Regions from separate parts of the Mus musculus genome. Here all the other regions are linked to region 1. A link is a contact called in public HiChIP or PLAC-seq data. All regions are on one chromosome and are shown on one strand. The core of a region is the stretch at or near the end of the contact, and the rest is flanking DNA. Distances in the headings are between cores, read along the strand shown.

The links. HiChIP or PLAC-seq counts read pairs in DNA pulled down with a chosen protein or histone mark.
Region 2: an H3K4me3 HiChIP or PLAC-seq map of the 230-238 cell line shows a contact between it and region 1, with 10 read pairs. The contact joins the promoter of Itpr2 here to the promoter of Klhl42 in region 1. A contact is called at or near these places in 1 of 484 Hi-C or Micro-C datasets (CD4 T cells) and 2 of 115 datasets of contacts at active chromatin or transcription factors (the 230-238 cell line and memory CD8 T cells).
Region 3: a contact with region 1 is called in an H3K27ac HiChIP or PLAC-seq map of microglia, with 6 times the contacts expected there. The contact joins the promoter of Fgfr1op2 here to the promoter of Klhl42 in region 1. A contact is called at or near these places in 1 of 39 promoter capture datasets (pre-B cells), 3 of 484 Hi-C or Micro-C datasets (CD4 T cells, LSK cells and regulatory T cells), 3 of 115 datasets of contacts at active chromatin or transcription factors (memory CD8 T cells, microglia and thymic regulatory T cells) and 2 of 9 other capture datasets (adipose tissue and liver).

Annotation. Positions count from the first base shown.
Region 1 is chr6:147,089,634-147,092,540 of GRCm38.p6, reverse strand. It overlaps Klhl42 (kelch-like 42), which reads right to left and starts at 1,466. Exons shown (of 3, transcript NM_001081237.1): 1 at 174-1,466. The coding sequence starts at 1,009.
Region 2 is chr6:146,500,829-146,503,735 of GRCm38.p6, reverse strand. Itpr2 (inositol 1,4,5-triphosphate receptor 2) reads left to right here and starts at 1,513. Exons shown (of 57, transcript NM_019923.4): 1 at 1,513-1,949. The coding sequence starts at 1,858.
Region 3 is chr6:146,576,398-146,579,304 of GRCm38.p6, reverse strand. Fgfr1op2 (FGFR1 oncogene partner 2) reads right to left here and starts at 1,394. Exons shown (of 7, transcript NM_026218.2): 1 at 1,097-1,394. Ints13 (integrator complex subunit 13) reads left to right here and starts at 1,470. Exons shown (of 18, transcript NM_138757.2): 1 at 1,470-2,004; 2 at 2,845-2,907. The coding sequence starts at 2,856.

The DNA.
Region 1 (2,907 bases), core at 217-2,716:
GAAGACCACTAGGCTAGCTGACACAGTACTCGTCTTCTTCCTAGCAAGCCCTGGGCTCCCTGGGAACTCCGCCAGAGGCGACAGGCCAGCAGCACTAAGCAAGATGCCATCGCCTCTGGCCAGCAAACACCAGGGCAATGAATGAAGGGTGCAGACACCCCCTTTGCACTTACCGCTTCTGGTTCATGGAGGCCACCTGCAGCCACTCGTTGGTGATGGGATTGTAGGAGTGTGCGGCAGAGATCTCCTGGCTGGTGATCCTGTAACCACCCACGATGAAGAGGTAGTTGTCCAAAATGGCTGAGCCGTAGCCCCTGACGTTCACCAGGTCGGGGGGCAGGTTGTTGGCCAGGGGGAACCAGCGCTCCGTGGTCTCCTCGTACCTAAGCATGGACGGGGGTTCCCCCTGATACGGGTGCGGGGCAAGGGGTCCCCCGAGGAAGTCCCCCAGGGCCACCAGGACCGGGGTCCCGCGCATGCGGGCCTCCCTCAGCCTCTGCTTCAGGCTGCAGTCCCCGGGGGCCTGCGGCGGCGACAACAGTAGCGGGAATTGCGGCTGACACAGCACCTGGTGGAAGCGCAGCACCATGAAGCGCAGGCAGGCGTCCTGCAGGTCGGGCAGTCCGTACACCTGCGCCAGGCGGTACAGCTCCAGGCAGTTGCCCAGACGCACGTGCGACAGCAGCAAGCGCAGAAGCGCCGTGACCTGCAGAAAGGACGCGGCCTCCACCATCTCGGACAGCACACTAGCCTCGGCCAGCTCGTCCTCGCTCAGGCCCCAGCCCTCGCGCGCGCCGCCCGCGTTGATGAAGTCCAGCACCAGCCGCAGGCCCGGAGCGCTCAGGCCGCGCAGCTGCTGCACCTCCGGGCCCACCTCGGGCCGCACGGCCTCGCGCATGCCGGAGCGGTAGAGCGCGCGGAAGTAGTCGCTCTGTTCGATCAGCTTGCTCTTGCTCACCGGGTAGCAGCGGTCTTCCAGGCGGATCTGCACCATCTCCTCGGCCGACATGGCTGGGCCGCTGCGCCCCGCCGCTCGGCCGCTCAGGCTCCTCCCCCGGGCGCACAGCCTCCGCCGAGCCCGGCCTGCGCTCTCGCTTCCTTCCTTCCGCCGCCGCGGGCCGCGGGCCCCGGGCTCAGCCCCGCCGGTGCGTCACACGCCCTCCGAGTAAACGGCCTCTCTGATCTTTAATCCATGTGTCTATGTGGGTTCCTCCGCTACAATGCAGGTGCCAGGAAGCCAAAGGCGGCAGATCACCCTGCAGCCTGAGGTAAGGGCGGTTGTGAGCTGCCCTACGCGGAAACGGAGCTCCTGTCCTCCGCAGCAGGAGTGTGCACTCTTAACCACTGTGCATTTCTCCAGCACGGTGTTGTTAGGAAACAAACAAACGCGTCGGTTCGCGGTGCTCGCCCCCTACGCACAAGTCACCGTACTTGATCTTCTGGTGTTTCCCGCAGCCCCACAGTCCCTGTGTGAGTTTTCCTGGGCCAGTCAGTACTGCGAGGTTTTAGATCCGCGGGGTGGTTCCAGAGTGGACTAACGGATTACTAGGGCTAAGCAATTTATTAGAAGAGTTATTAACTCCATGGACAAGACAGACAGATAGGAAGGCAGGCAGTGGCATGGTTCAAACCCCAGCACCAAGACAGCAGAGTCTCTGAGCAGCAAAAAGGGCAGGTGGGTGGAGAGGATGCGGAGATGGGGATGCGGAGATGAAGATGCGTCAGAGCTGTCCCCTCTGGGTAGCACTTGCCCGCTCTCATCCCTATCTACCCCACCACCACCATCCCATCATAGCTGTTAGGAAAGAACATTTTCCTATGTTCCCTGGCGGGACGCTTGGTTAGAAGGCTGGATCCCAAAGGCTGTAATGAAGCGATAGTGTCTGCCCTGGTACCCATGGTGCCCTGCCTTGCATTCCCCAGCATTACTGTGTCCGTCGGCTGCTTCACAGAGAGAGGGCTGTCGGCCATTATATTCTGCAGAATACACACAAAGGTAAGGAACTATGAAGTACAGAAAACATTCTAGCAGGATCCGGCCTTCCCATGGGAAAGAGACACAACACATGGACCTGAGGCTTGCTATGCCTTACTTTCTTGGATACTCTGAGAAACTTGGAACACAGCCCCGTGATTGACAGGCCTGCAATCATTCCTGGCAGGCTTCCGTTCCCCATCTGTCACTCTCAGTGTTTGGGGTATGAGGAGGGTTTCAGGTGAGGGGCCAAGGATTTAGTAGATTCTACAGCAAGGCAAAATGCCACAGCTACCATTAGACATCAGGCTGGGGGCTTCTGGGAGGGCTGACTTAAAAAAGGCTGGACCTGGATCTGTCTGCGCCTCCATCAGCAAGGCAGGATTCAGTGAGTCACCAGAAGAACAGGCTCTTAGTCTCTGGCTCTTTAGAATCTTTACCAATGGAAGCTTTTGTTTCCAGACCAACTGGTATTCTCTTGCCTTTTAAAACAAACCAGAAAGCCAACCTTTGAGAATGATTCTCATTAGAGAGGCAATTCAACCCTGGTCACATTACCACAGTGAGGTCAGCTGGACTGCAATCTGAAGTGGTACCTGACAATACTGGGCACCGCTCCTGCAAGATTTTAACCCCTGGCCATACGATGGGGCATCTTAAAAGATCCAATAACTTCAGTAAACCACACAGTGTTCTAAAAAGCTGGGCATAAAGACAAATACATATAAACTTCTTTGTTACAAAGTATTTAAGCTATAGTAGTATCAAGGCTTCATGAACACGTTGTTTAATGTCATCATTGAGTGGATGAAGCTGTCATTGATCATTAAACACTGACAATTGGTGCTCAGGGTCACAGCCCTAAGGGGCTCACTGCTGTTGCTTTGCTAAATGGATATGCTATCAAGTTACCTTCTGAATACTTACGTTCA
Region 2 (2,907 bases), core at 264-2,763, 590 kb after region 1:
TTCCAGGTTTAGGCCAGCAATTGTTGAGCATCCATTGGGCCATCTCAGAACACAACTTCCAATGCTCTGGATAGCAGATGCCTCCATCCCAGACCCATCTTGTTTCACCTAGAGATTTTATAACTCAGAGCCCATCCCTTGTTTCCCAACACCAATATGAACGTAGACAGGACAACTCCTAATGGGCACCTCTCACCTACTAAGTCACCAGATCTGTGGGCTGGTGATGTGGCTCAGTTGGTGGGAGGGAGAGGAAAAGGAAGAGAGGCATTGGAAATGAGAATACACTGCTTCTACACAAGGTGGGGTTTGTCCCACACCAAGACTCGAGACTGGCATTTCCTTTCTGTTCCTTGCTGTCTAAAACCTTTCCATCCCAGGCATCTTTGAATTGGAAGGCAAAACTCCCCTAAACTCTGATTTTGGTCAGCTGTGGTTTGATCACGGCATTCGCCTCTTCAGTATCTTCCACAGGGTAGGACCAAACATTTCTAAAACAGTACTCTAGAGGTGGACTGACACACAACAGAGGGGTTGCTCCCACTCATGTCCTGCCTCCAGTTTTATTTATTATAACCTTGTGTGTGTGTGTGTGGGGGGGGGGTTACAAAGGCTGTCACCGGTTCCTGGAGATGGAACCCAGTTACCCTCACTTGTGAGCCCTCACTGCCATCGCTGACCCACCCACTGACGGTCACCAGGGTGGTCACCATAGCAGCTGCAGCTGCTGGATCCTTTTATCCAGTCATGAACTTAAGAAAAACAGGATCCAAGAACAGCTCCACAGGAGTGTTTCCTCCTTTCCTCTTCTCTTCATTTGTGTCTTCTTCAACCCTTTCCTCCCTCTCAATTAACTTTTCCACTCAAAACATACATCCACTCAGACTCCAGCTTTTACGGTCAGGATTCTCCAGGCCTCTGCGTGGTGGTGCGAACACCACAGCGTTTCACCCACCCTACTCCCACCCCCTCCCACCCCCATCGCCTGCGGGCTCCTACTCTCAGCTGGACTGTCACCGGCGCGCCAAGTTCCAAGCAGCGTGGTTGCTCTGCGCCCTCTTCCAGTCGGCGTCCCTCAAGGCCGGTTCCATCTGAACCCTCGTGTCGGCAGTTTTCCTCCAAACCCCTCTAAGTCCCTTGCCTTTTGCAAATAGGGATTGTCTCTGCGCGCTCCGGGTCGTCCTGTCTACGCTGGCTGCACTGCACCCCTTCCCAGCCCGCATCTGGAAAGTCCTGGGTCTCTCCTGGGTCCTTGGGGTCGTCTTCCCTCCCCTCCCGGAGTCACTCCAGACTGTCGCTGCTGGTCTCGGGGCTGCCCCTCCAAGATCACCCTGAGCCAGAACCAATGCCCCCGGCTGAGTCCCCGTTACCCCCGCAGCGCCGCCCAGCGTGGCTCCCACGCCTCTGTCCTGGCCGCTTCGGGGTGGCCCGTCCCCCGAGAACTGGCCCCGCCCCGGCCCCGCTCCGCCCCTGGCCGCCCAGGCTTGATTGGCCACGCGCCCCCCTCCCCGGGGCTTCTCCCCGCCCTCTCGGTCCGTGGGCACCGCCACCTGGTCTAAAGAGTCCCCCAAGGGGACCTAGAGGCTCCGCTCAGGCCGGGAGCGAACTGTGGGGACGCAGAGGGCTCGCGGGCCAGGGAGGAGGAGCGAAGGTGTAGGACAGAACTTCGCCAGGAACAGGAAACCTACTGCTGGGCAGGGGCGGCGACGGCGGCGCGGGGCCATCGCAGTGTCCCCAGCGGTGGCCTCGCTGCCGCTCCTCGAGCAGAGCTGCTTGGACCCCTCTGACCCAGCGGGCCTGAGCTCACCCTTGCGTGCAGCGGAGACAGCAGGGACAGCCACAGGAGCGTGAAGCAGCATGTCTGACAAAATGTCCAGCTTCCTCTACATTGGGGACATCGTGTCCCTGTACGCGGAGGGCTCGGTCAATGGCTTCATCAGCACCCTGGGGTAAGCAGGACGTGCTTTGAGCAGCGCCAGCCAACTCGGGTCCCTGTCCCTCTGGCGCGCGGCTTGTCTGGGGTCTGCGCCTGGGACAGCCCCGGGTCCCCTAGGTCTCAGCGCGCAGGAAGCCGCGAGCGCTTCTCAGCAACTTCATAATCTCCAACCCGAGACACATCCGAGAAGAGGAAGTGGTTCGCACGCCCCAGACAGGCCCTGCGAGCCTGCCTTCCCTGCCTTGTTTTGATTAAAATGTGTGTTTTCTCCTCATCTTCCCTATGGCCCGTTCTCAGCGCGCGGCTGGAAAGAAGGGTGGGTTGAAGTCCCAGGCTTTGGCCATGAAAGTAGGCGATGTGCACCGCGCAAATGTGGCTTTGTCCTGCTGGAGGAGATTACCAGCCCCTCTTCGCTGAAGTAATTTCCTTTTGGCCTTGCCAAAGGAGGACTCACTCCTCAGGCTTTGCCAAAACTGGCCTCCTGGGCAGCCAGGGTTCTAGAACTCAGCTATTCTCTCTCCCTGTCCATCCCCTTCGCCCAGTGAAAGGAGTTCAGCCTACTGCAAGGCCCTTGTGATTCGAGTTTGTATATGAACTGGGGAAATACTGATGTATATCATACAGAAAAGCAGCGTGTTAGTTAGGTTAGGACCATTTCTGGTTTCTAGAAAATTCCTTCATGGTGTTCGCGCTGGTGAACAGTTAATTGCACTCTATGATATATTTTAGTGCACAGGTAGTTTTTGGTTACTTCACAGGACTTGCCTCAGACTGTCTTATCTGAGGAGATTGAGGCTGGTGACTGCTCTCAGCTGTTAGGTATTGGAGTCCTGTCCCCCGGGCTGTGAGGGAGAGAGCCTTTCTGTGACTGTGTTGCGTGCCCAGTGCCTTCTCTGGAGGACACCAGTGGCTCCACAGTTCCTGTTCTTTGTTCATTTCCCCACAGATTGTGGGAAGGAAGGTTTAATTGA
Region 3 (2,907 bases), core at 145-2,644, 510 kb after region 1:
TAAATATATATATGTGCGTGTATGTGTATATATATATATATATATATATTGCTTGCTCTGTGCCAACACTGAGATAGCATTTGTTTTAAACATGAATAAGACATGATTCCAGACTCAAGTTCAAGCTGGCAGGAGAGACAGGTAATTGAACAAATAATACATCCTAATGAATACTGCAAAACTATGTCAAGAGCTATCCGAGTTCATTGTACTGTCAATGTCACCGGAGGGAGTCTAAAAAGAATCATCTATGAATTGGGTTTTGATAGATGATAAGACAGAAGGAAAAGCAAGCATTCTAGCAGACTATATGGACTCACATGGCACAGTGTTTGGAAAGGAATTAGGGGTGGCAATAAGATGACACTGAAAAGGTAAAATATGATGAGATAGGATGGTAAAAAACCCTGATGAATCGATATGCTTAAATTAGAACTTGAAAAAGTTTCAGGCGAATACATGTCACAGTAAGTATGGAAGGCTGAGGCGGGGACACCGGTTTGGGGTGGAGGAAGGGCAACTGTAACAGTCACAGTGAAAGAAGCAAAAAAACCTGGTGCAGTGTGAGTGGAATACAGAACGTAGGCAGTTCTGAGGTCCGTGTTCTGGAAAGGAGGACGGGAAGAAAAGAGAGTCCTCACTCTTGAGGAGCAGACACAGATGCTGGTAGCAATATAAAAAGCATGTGTCTTTCAAAGAAAACCTTAGAATGGGATAAAGAAAGAATGCGTGCAGACCACACACACCAATAAGCATCCTGTCCACACACATCACTCTGAAAGCAGAGAACTGCACTGTTCTTGAAAATGGTGGAATGCACACACTTGGAGCTTCTGAAACATTTGTCTGGAGAAAACCAGTTTTTCAACTTGAAACCGAATTTGGAAGGCCGCTGAGGGACTCAAACGATCCCAGCAGCTCCCTCAGGACCGTGGCTAAGTCCCAGGCGCAAACGCGGTCAAGTGTGCTGAGGTAAACTCAACAGTGACAAGTCCCTCAGGCCACCGCCCACGGAGCTCCCGAGTGGCAGGAAGGGGAACCCGGAAGGGGTGTCCCGCGGCGTGCAGGCCCAGGGTTTTCAGGGAACTTTCCGTACCTCAGTTCCCGGCAGGACCTCAGGGAGAGCACGGAGAGAGGAAGCCCGGCTCAGAGGCTCGCCCACGCGTGTAGTTATTCCACTGCGCTTCAGTCCCCCTGGGGCGACGACCACCCGCGAGGTGGAGTGCCCACGGAGTGGTCTCCGCGCCCTCGCTGCGCCTGCTCAGCGAGCGGACGCACAGTCCTGCTCACACAGCGGCGGGACGTACGGGAAACCCACTCGTCTCGGCCCCATCCCGGGCGGACCAGAACCTCCGCGACCCGCAGCCGCTGAGCGACAAGCCTCGCGAGACTTCCCTCTGCTGGTTCCCGAAGGCCCCACCCCCGGTAAACGGCTGGCCGTTGATTGGAGAACGGGGAGGGGGCGGGGCTTCTCTCCTCGCCCCCCTCTCAAGGTTTTGCTCTGCCGCTCGCACACTCTCGCGTGTTTTCCGAGGGGCTACCGGCCCGGACTGGAGGCGGAGAGGGGAGGTTGGGTGGGTAGGCTCTGCCTGTCCAGAGCCGAGGCTGGCTTGTCCCGGCCGTGGCTTAGTACTTTGTGGGGGGATCTCTCGGGTCGTCCTGACCGTTCTTCCCTACGGTTGATTGGGAACAAATGTTAAAGGCTTTTTTTTTCCCCTCACTTGCTCCGCCCTCTTCCGGTTCGGCCTCTGGTGGCTTCTAAGGAGAAGGGAAGATGGCGGGGCTGTGCGAGAGCGCCGTGCGCACGCGCGAGTCCGAGTGCGCTCTTGTGCTTGCACGCGCATGCGCGCGCCCCTGCGTTTAAGCAGCCGGAGTGTTGGGAGATGAGCCGGGCAGTCAGTCTTCTGCGGGTTGTACCAGACCGACTGTGCGCCGACTCCCCACCCACCCTCGTCCGCCTTCTCTCTCAGCCTCCGTTCATTCACTGCAGGACCAGGCACGAAAGTAAGCGAACCTCGATGCCGAGGTCTTCCCCATCCACTCACCTCGTTCGCCGCCCCCCACCCCCCTTGCAGTCAGGTGTGTGCAGAAGGTTTGCAGACAGGGACTTTGGCGGGGAGGGGCGGTGCGTTCCAGAGCAGCAGGAGGTAATAGCGGGACCCTAAGGTGGTTTGTTACCTTGAACACTTGCTGTTTCCCAGGTGCTTTAGAATGTAGGTTTAAAAAAAAAATTTTTTTTTTTTTGGTCTGTAAAATTTTAGGAGCGAAGCAGGGCAGTGCACCACATGTTCTGTGTTTATAAGAAAAAGTTTTAGAAGTGTTTTCTCTTCGCCAGCATGGGATAGCATCTGCTTGTTGTGGTCTACGTGGTGAATTACTGTAGTGTATTGCAAGTGGAGGGAGAGGATGAGTTTGAAGCCATAGAAAGACGCAATATGCAGTTACCGTAGGAGATGTGTGTCTATTTTGGGTTGTACTTTTGCTGTCAGTCTTTTCCTGTTGATTTCCCTTAGCCCCTAACAAGGATCACCATAAATACATTTGAGGAATTAGATCTGTGATTTGTAGGCATAAGAATCAAATACAATGTGCACAGATGTTTTCTTCTATTTTAAGTGCTTTGTAAAAGAAAAAAAGAAGTATGAACTAACTTCATTTGGTAGATAGACTGCATGGTATGATGTGGCATATTCTTTGAACTGGCACCATTACTTTGGCCTTTTTTGCACAAAATTCTCAGAACTTAGGATCCGTATCAAATCTTGAAAACACACTTAAGTGAGAAATCATTTATGATAAATGTTATGTGTCATCGTTTTGACTAGTTTGTTTATCCTTTTACAGGTTAAAACAAAATGAAGATTTTTTCTGAATCTCATAAAACAGTGTTTGTTGTGGATCACTGCC